2 separate regions of the Sus scrofa genome follow, and region 2 is linked to region 1. The links are chromatin contacts, called in public HiChIP or PLAC-seq maps. All regions are on one chromosome and are shown on one strand. Each heading gives the region's core, a stretch centred on a gene start, on an enhancer-like site or on the middle of the called end of the contact. The rest is flanking DNA. Distances are from core to core; before and after follow the strand shown.

Region 1 (3,586 bases), core at 415-2,914:
CAGCCATCTCCTTCCCCCTTCCCTGGCTTCTTCCTCTCCCCCCTTCTTTTCTTTCCTTTCCTTTTCTTTTCCTTTCTTTTCTTTCTCTCCCCTAATCGATAAGCTTCCTAGTTTCTCACACCTAGTTCAGGATTCTTGGAGCTGTCTCCAAAAATGAAATATTTCCCCCACAAGAGCTCCCCACTGTGTAGTTCTAGGACATCAGAATGGTTTGGACTGAGGTGTCTTTGTCCTGCACCCTCCTCTATTTCTCTTCTTAAGACATTTCTGTATTACCAGCCCCTCTACTACAGGGACTTGTTCTATAAGTCTCTAAGTTCACCCCAGGGATGCTTTCTCTGGGCTATCAAACTGCCCCCGAATCAGGGGGATTCCATTGCCAGCTGGACAGTCAGTCGCTCTGCTGCAGAGGGGGAGGCTGTTTGTGTTTCCAGATTCCTCCTTTGTGCTGTTGCCCTAGGTAGGGTGATATGTCTTATCTCAGCTTGCACATAATAGAACCGCAGGAAAGCAAGAGAGTGTGTTGGTCCCACAGTGATCATTCCTGGAGCTTGGGCAGCTTTTGTTACCTAAAGGTTGTAGGCTGGGGTTACCCAGCCTACATCAAAAAAAAAAAAAAAAAAAATAGTGGCTGCTGCATCCATTTCTCAGCAGGGAACATCCTGTGGCAGCCTCGGGGGCACCCACCTACTCCCTGGCTGCTCTGATGGCCTTACCTTGTTGGCCACCTTCCCACCAGAGCAGGAGCATTTTGAAGACGTGAGTAGGGAGATTTATAATGAAGTGTTCTTAGAAAAGAATAAGTAGTTCCCATGAGGACAGGGAAAAAAAAGCCAAAACCCACCCCTGCCTTGCCCAAGAGTTGTGCAATTCTTAATAGCAGTAGCCTGTTTGAATAATCAAAGGTGAGCTGACTTCCCCTTAGGAACTTCAGTTAGAGACATCTGCATAAAACATCCCCAGATTCCAGACCAAGAAAGTAACTTTTTTTTTCTCCCTCTGAGTAACTGGAGGGACTTTCCCTTTGGAAGCCTTCCAGCAGAGCTAACTGGATGGTTGAGAGTACTTTCTCATTAGAAGGTGCCTGGTATCGGGGCATTAAACCTTGGTCACAAGCTTGGACCCTGAGCCTCTGAAACCCTCTGTGACATTCACATCTGGCTTTGGCACTCCTGCCAACCTCCTTTGCACAGAGAAGTATATGCCCACATGCATTTTCTGAGTCCTCTAAGTTCCCTTTTGAACGAGTCACAGCCTCTCTTGGTGTTTCTCCCAGTTTCCCTTGCCTCGGTTTTAAATATGTCATCAAGATGTCCCAGACGCCAAAGGGGCTAGTCCTGTAGACTGTCTGATGTCTTCAAGCCACTTGTTTCCCTTTGAATTCAGGACTTAAAAAAAAAAAAATTACATTGCTTCTTGGAGGAGGATGGTGATTTAGCTGCTCTCTGAATGCAGTATTTGAGAACTGTTTTTATTAGCCTCCTTGTAACACAAGCCTGCAAACCATTCAGCCCCGAGCTTGGAGTTATCAAGTTCAGGCAGGAGCCAGGTTCTGAGATGGAAGGGCCACAGATGATTGTCTTTCCTGCCTCCCAGTGTATAATGCAGGTGTCAGCGGGGCTGAAGGAGTTAACAGTTAACTAGATGGATTAGGGTCCGCAGCCAGCCTGAACCCATCCCCGAGGCCTGTGCACAATCTGATAAGCCTCTAGAGGCCAGAACGCTGTATCAGCCTCCTTGAGCTGGTCTTTGGCATTTGGCATTACCCCCGCGTGGCAGGACTTTGAGCTTCCACAGACAGTGCTCTTCTGGTTATTGAGTTAACCTTCAGCTGCCATAGGTGCAAAGCTCGGCTCGATTTATGTTTTTCAGAGGTGCACCTCTTTCAAGGCCCTTGCGTGTCCATTAAGATGGCAGACATTTATGGAGCACCTCCTGCTTGCCAAGGGCTGTATGGGGGTGGCTGTTATACAGTCTGGGATGAGGTCACAGTGCCTGCCATCGATGAGATTATAGGCTGGCGGAAAAGGTAGATTGTGATAAGTGAGTTGGGAGAAACTTGAAGAGGAAACAACCAGGGTACAGACTGTCATGGAGAAGCCACCTGGGCTGGTCAGGGGAGGCTTCTCTAAAGAGATAGATTTAAGTCCAGACCTGACAGATGAGAAGAGGACCAGTGGCCTAAACAGCAGAGGGCAGGAGCTTTAGGGCAGACAGTTTGGCATGGGCTCAGCATCTTGCAGGAGCTGAAGGAGGCCACTGTGGTTGGAGCATAGCAGTGTGGTCTGGGATGGGGAGCAGGGCCTGAGATGACTGCTTGGCCCAGGTAGTACTCTTGTCATCAGGTAGGAGGCTGGATTAGGTGATCTCCATGGCCTCTGCCAGGCCCTAGTCAGTGCTTCTAAAGGGCACTAAGTTGGCTCAGGCTATAACCAGCTTGCATACACGGCACTGATCCCAGAGCCATAATATATTATGCTGCTCTTACACAGATGAGTGCACTGTAATTCCATCCCACTGTCTCCGTCCATTTGGCTGTCTGTACGTTTTATTGTTGCACCCCATAAATGTTCTATGCAGCTACATGGAAGCTCCCTGATGGGCCACTATGCAATGAAATAGGCCCAAGGAGTTGGGAGAAATGAAAGTCCTGGGGGAGTTCCTGTTGTGGCTTAGCAGTTTAAGAACCCAACTAGTATCCATGAGGACATGGGTTCAATCCCTGGGCCTGCTCAGTGGGCTAAGGATCCAGCAATGCTGTAGGCCAGCATCTATGGCTCTGGTTCCACCCCTAGCCTGGGAACTTCCATGTGCCACAGGTGCAGCCCTTAAAAAAAAAAAAATCCTGGCACATGTCCTATGGGATCAGATTGGGGCTTAGACCTGAGAGTTTGGTTGGATTGAGTAGTGGACTGGGGTGGCTGTGGGCCTTCCTTCAGGAAGGCACTGGCTTTGTTTGATATTTTGCTATTTGCCAGCCAGCGTCCTTGCCCCCGGCAGGCCAGGGTATATTTATTTTTCTTTGGATTTTATGGTCTAGTGGAGTTTTCACAGTTGGGTGTGTTGAGAGCGGGGAAGAAAAGTGTCTGGTATAGAATGCCTACCAGCTGCAGACCCTGGGCTGGGCTTTCAGCCTGTTACCTCATTTACCCCATTGTCAAAGCCCTCAGGTGCACTTCCCCTCCTCCTCCCTCCGTTACAGATGAGGAAACTGCGGCTGCAAGTTAATCAGCACCCTCTCTACACCCACCCCATTCCCCAGCCATCCTGTTCATCTCTTTGTACCTTGCTAAGTGTATAGGGTGTCCAGCCCTTTCCCTGAGCCCCTGCTGCTCTCTGTACAAACACTGAGAATGGCTGTACAAAGCATTCTTGTTGTTGACATAAAGCTCAGGGTTGGATGCCCTGGGAAAGTCAGGCTTTGAGTGCAGGAAGTCGGTCAGTGCAGGCTTTTAGGGCAGGAAGTCGGTTATCCAGGTATCCAGAATGGAAATAAGACCGAAGAGCAAAGGTGTTACCTTCCAACTCTGGTGCAGTCCTTTTTTAGTAACACAGCCTGAGCCCCAATGAAGCGGGGGGAGGGGGC
Region 2 (3,586 bases), core at 359-2,858, 180 kb after region 1:
TCATGGATACGCATCAGATTCATTTCTGCTGAGCCATGATGGGAATTCTTCCCTTGTGTTTCTTTCCAGTCAGTCTTCCCACCCCCTCCAAAAGCAAACTCATTTTCATTTCTATCACCATAGATTAGTTTTGCTTATTCTTGGAATTTGTATAAATGGAATATATAGTATGTGTATCTCTTTTGTGGGTGTGTCTAATTTTTTTGCTCAACTGAATTTTTTTTGGTTCATTCATTAATCTATATTGAGCATTAGCTCATTTCTGTTTATTATTGAGTAGAATTCCTTGCTATGGATATAACACAATGTTTGCAAAATTAAATTTTATCTTCTGTATGGTTTCTTGCTGTTGAAGAATGGAGTTGAAAACATGGAAAGACAGAAGAACAGAATGAATCCTTGACTGAGTGGTATTAGAGCTATGAGCATGAACTCATAGCTTTTAATATGTGTAGATAGATGTAGAAATAACTACAGATATGTGTGGGTATATGTATGTATGTGCATGTATATACATACATGTATTCCCTGGCTCTGACAGTGTGGGAGGAGTGTCATTCCAACAGTAGCAAGTATACCTACCACCTGTACCTTGGTTTCTAAATATCATCTTTCGTGAAGAAGGATCAGGGCCTTTTGGAGGAAAGGCTGATTCCAGGACTGAGGCAGAGAAAGTACAAGTTTTGAAACATCTTCTGTCAGACAGTAGGACGCTCTCAAAAACTGATATAGCTATCTCAAAAGGACAGAGGGGGTGGTGTGAAAGAACTTTCACCTGCCAAGTTTCAGACAATATGAGCATTAAAGTGCATAAAAACAAGGAATGGGTTATAACACATTCAATTTTTTAAAAATCCACAAGTCCCTATTGCTATTAAAAGCAAAAATTAAAGTTCAGTGGAGGGAAAGTTTTTTGAAAAATAGAGTAATTCCAAGTAATAAACGTAGGACAAAATGATAGAAATGGAAAAATCATCATATTATTTCTTTTTCCTTTTTCTTTATTTTTTTTTAATGGCCACACCTGCAGCATGTGGAAGTTCCCAAGCTAGGGGTCAAATGAGAGGTGCTGCTGCCAGCCTATGCCACAACCACAGCAACACCAGATCCGAGCCACAGCTGTGACCTACACTGCAGTCTGCGTGATACCAGATCCTTAGCCCAATGAGCAAGGCCAGGGATGAAACCAGCATCCTCACAGACATCATGTCAGGGTTCTTAACCCACTGGACCACACAGGGAACTCCCAAATCACCATTTTATAATCACCAGAGGAATAACTTATTTGGACAAAATCACCATGGGGGAAAGGCTGCTGGAAAACAGGACATTCACATGATCTTATGTGAATTTCTTATTAACTATACAGGGGAAATGTACTGTGATAATAGTGGACTCAGTAGGCACCATGTTAACCAAGGGATCAGAATAAACACTGCCAATAATTGCGCACACCAATAACATGTCCCCAAGGGGATGCACTGAGAAGTACATAGTATTCCATCCAAAAATGTTGAATCTCATCATAAGAAAAGAATCAGAGAGTTCCAAATTAAGGGACGTTTGGCAACCAGAGCTTGGGCTCCAAAAATATCAATGGCATGAAAGAGGAGACTAAAGAAATAAGACAACCAAATGTCATGTGTCATCCCTGACTGAGTCCCAGAAGAGCAGGGGAAAAAATCACTTTAAAGAACATGGTCGAGGGGCTCGGAAGGGAAGTCCCAAGACAAATGAGTCCCACCGCCCCTTGTCCAAGTTGCTCGCTGGGCTGCACCAGCAGAGGGACTCACAATGTCGGGGATCACCCTCAGTAGACTCGCCCAGGAGAGGAAAGCTTGGAGGAAAGACCACCCATTTGGTTTCATGGCTGCCCCTACAAAAAACCCCCAGGGCACAATGAACCTCATGAACTGGGAAAGCGCCATTCCTGGGAAGAAGGGGACTCTGTGGGAGGGAGGCTTGTTTAAACTACGGGTGCTGTTCAAAGATGAATGTCCATCCTCACCATCGAAATGCAAGTTCAAGCCGTCCTTACTTCACCCAAACCTGTACTCTTAAGGCTGGGTGTGCCTGTCCATCCTGGAGAACAAGGACTGGAGGCCAGCATCATGATTAAGCAGATCTTTTTAGGAATAAGGGAACTTCTAAATGAACCAAATACCCAAACTCCAGCTCAAGCAGAGGCCTACATGATCTACTGTCAAGACAGAGTGGAATACAAGAAAAGGTTCGAGTACAAGCCAAGAAGTTTGCTCTCTCATAAGAAGCGACCTTGTAGCATCATAAAAAAGAAGGGATTGGCTTGGCAAGAATGTGTTTGCAACATTTTTGCAAATCTAACATTCCTGCAATTCCTGGTCCCCTGGGGAGGGTTCCACGGGCGCCATTTTCCATTTCCGCCATGGGTACAGTCTCCACTCGCTGAATGGTCTAGTTTTTCATACAGGGTCTCTTCCTTCAGTCTTTTGTAATTTTGATTATTATGTAAAACTTGCTTTTATTTTAATATTGACATCAGAATTTCAACTGCTGTAACATCATAAACTTTTATACTTGAATGAGTCCCAAGGAGCTAGTCCCCTTTGCTCACAGATGCGGGCATGTTCCACGACGTCTAGAGCTGCACTTAGCCTCCAGCCGACTGCCTGAAACAGAAAATCAGACCTGCCCCAGCTGCCTCCTCCCTCCCAGAGCCTGGGTCTCAGATCCACAGTCAGCCAGCATCTCGTTGCTGCATCACTTCCTTTGTGTTTATATGATGTTTGTCTGTATTGCTGTTTAGAGTAAATAAACTGATTATATTTTAAAAAATAAAGAACATGGTTGAGGTACTTGGGTAAATTTGAATATGGACTACATGTTAAATAATATTATTGCATCCATGTCAAATTTGTTGAGTATAGTAATTAAATTGTGCTTATGTAGGAAAATGTTTCTGTTCTCTGGAGGCATAAGCTGAAGTACTTATGGGTGAAGTGTCATAGTACCTTCAACTAACTCTTAACTGGTTTAGAGGGGGGAAAAGGAAATATTGACAGCTTTTTCTGTGTGTCTATATCTTTCCATATGTATGTGTAAAGAGAAAAAAAGAGGAAGTGGCAAAATGATAACAATTGTTGAATTTGAAAGAAAATAAGTGTTATTTGTACCATTTTTTTAACTTTTCTGTAAGTTCAAAATAAAATTGGGGGAAAAGTCATTTTTATATTAAATGGATACAATCACAATTTTTTGTTCTTTAAAAAGATTAATCAATTTATTATTATTATTATTATTTTGCCCATAGTGTGCAGCAGCTTAATGTGGGATTTCATTTCCCAGACCAGGGATCAAACTCAGTCCACAACAGTGAAAGCACTGCATTCTAACCACTAGACGATCAGGGAGCTCTGCACAATATTTTTTTCATTTGAAACAGGAGACTTCCAAAAGATGCTTAGAGTAACTGTGCTTGCTTTCGGCTATGACCCTAGACCTGCCCCCTCCAGGAAATAAAAGGTGTCTTTGCGGTTACTTCAAGCTGAAAAGTCCTTCAATGGGGAGGTTTAAGGAGCTTGACCAGGGTGATGGGTGCATCGCTTTG

What was found. HiChIP or PLAC-seq counts read pairs in DNA pulled down with a chosen protein or histone mark.
Region 2: a contact with region 1 is called in an H3K27ac HiChIP or PLAC-seq map of skeletal muscle. The contact joins two enhancer-like sites. A contact is called at or near these places in 1 of 47 Hi-C or Micro-C datasets (embryonic fibroblasts) and 2 of 2 datasets of contacts at active chromatin or transcription factors (alveolar macrophages and skeletal muscle).

The regions. Positions count from the first base shown.
Region 1 is chr13:61,311,132-61,314,717 of Sscrofa11.1, forward strand. The region is part of intron 41 of ITPR1 (inositol 1,4,5-trisphosphate receptor type 1); the gene reads left to right. Among named protein-coding and RNA genes, the nearest start is that of BHLHE40, 220 kb to the right of the region's middle. Within about 2 kb of position 1,665, at least 30 of the 83 cell types and tissues checked have an H3K27ac peak or open chromatin away from gene starts, as enhancers often do. A contact at or near this core is called in skeletal muscle, where this site is marked.
Region 2 is chr13:61,493,618-61,497,203 of Sscrofa11.1, forward strand. The region is part of intron 2 of LOC106505661 (a long non-coding RNA gene); the gene reads right to left. It also overlaps the pseudogene LOC110256278. Among named protein-coding and RNA genes, the nearest start is that of BHLHE40, 33 kb to the right of the region's middle. Within about 2 kb of position 1,609, at least 1 of the 83 cell types and tissues checked has an H3K27ac peak or open chromatin away from gene starts, as enhancers often do. A contact at or near this core is called in skeletal muscle, where this site is marked.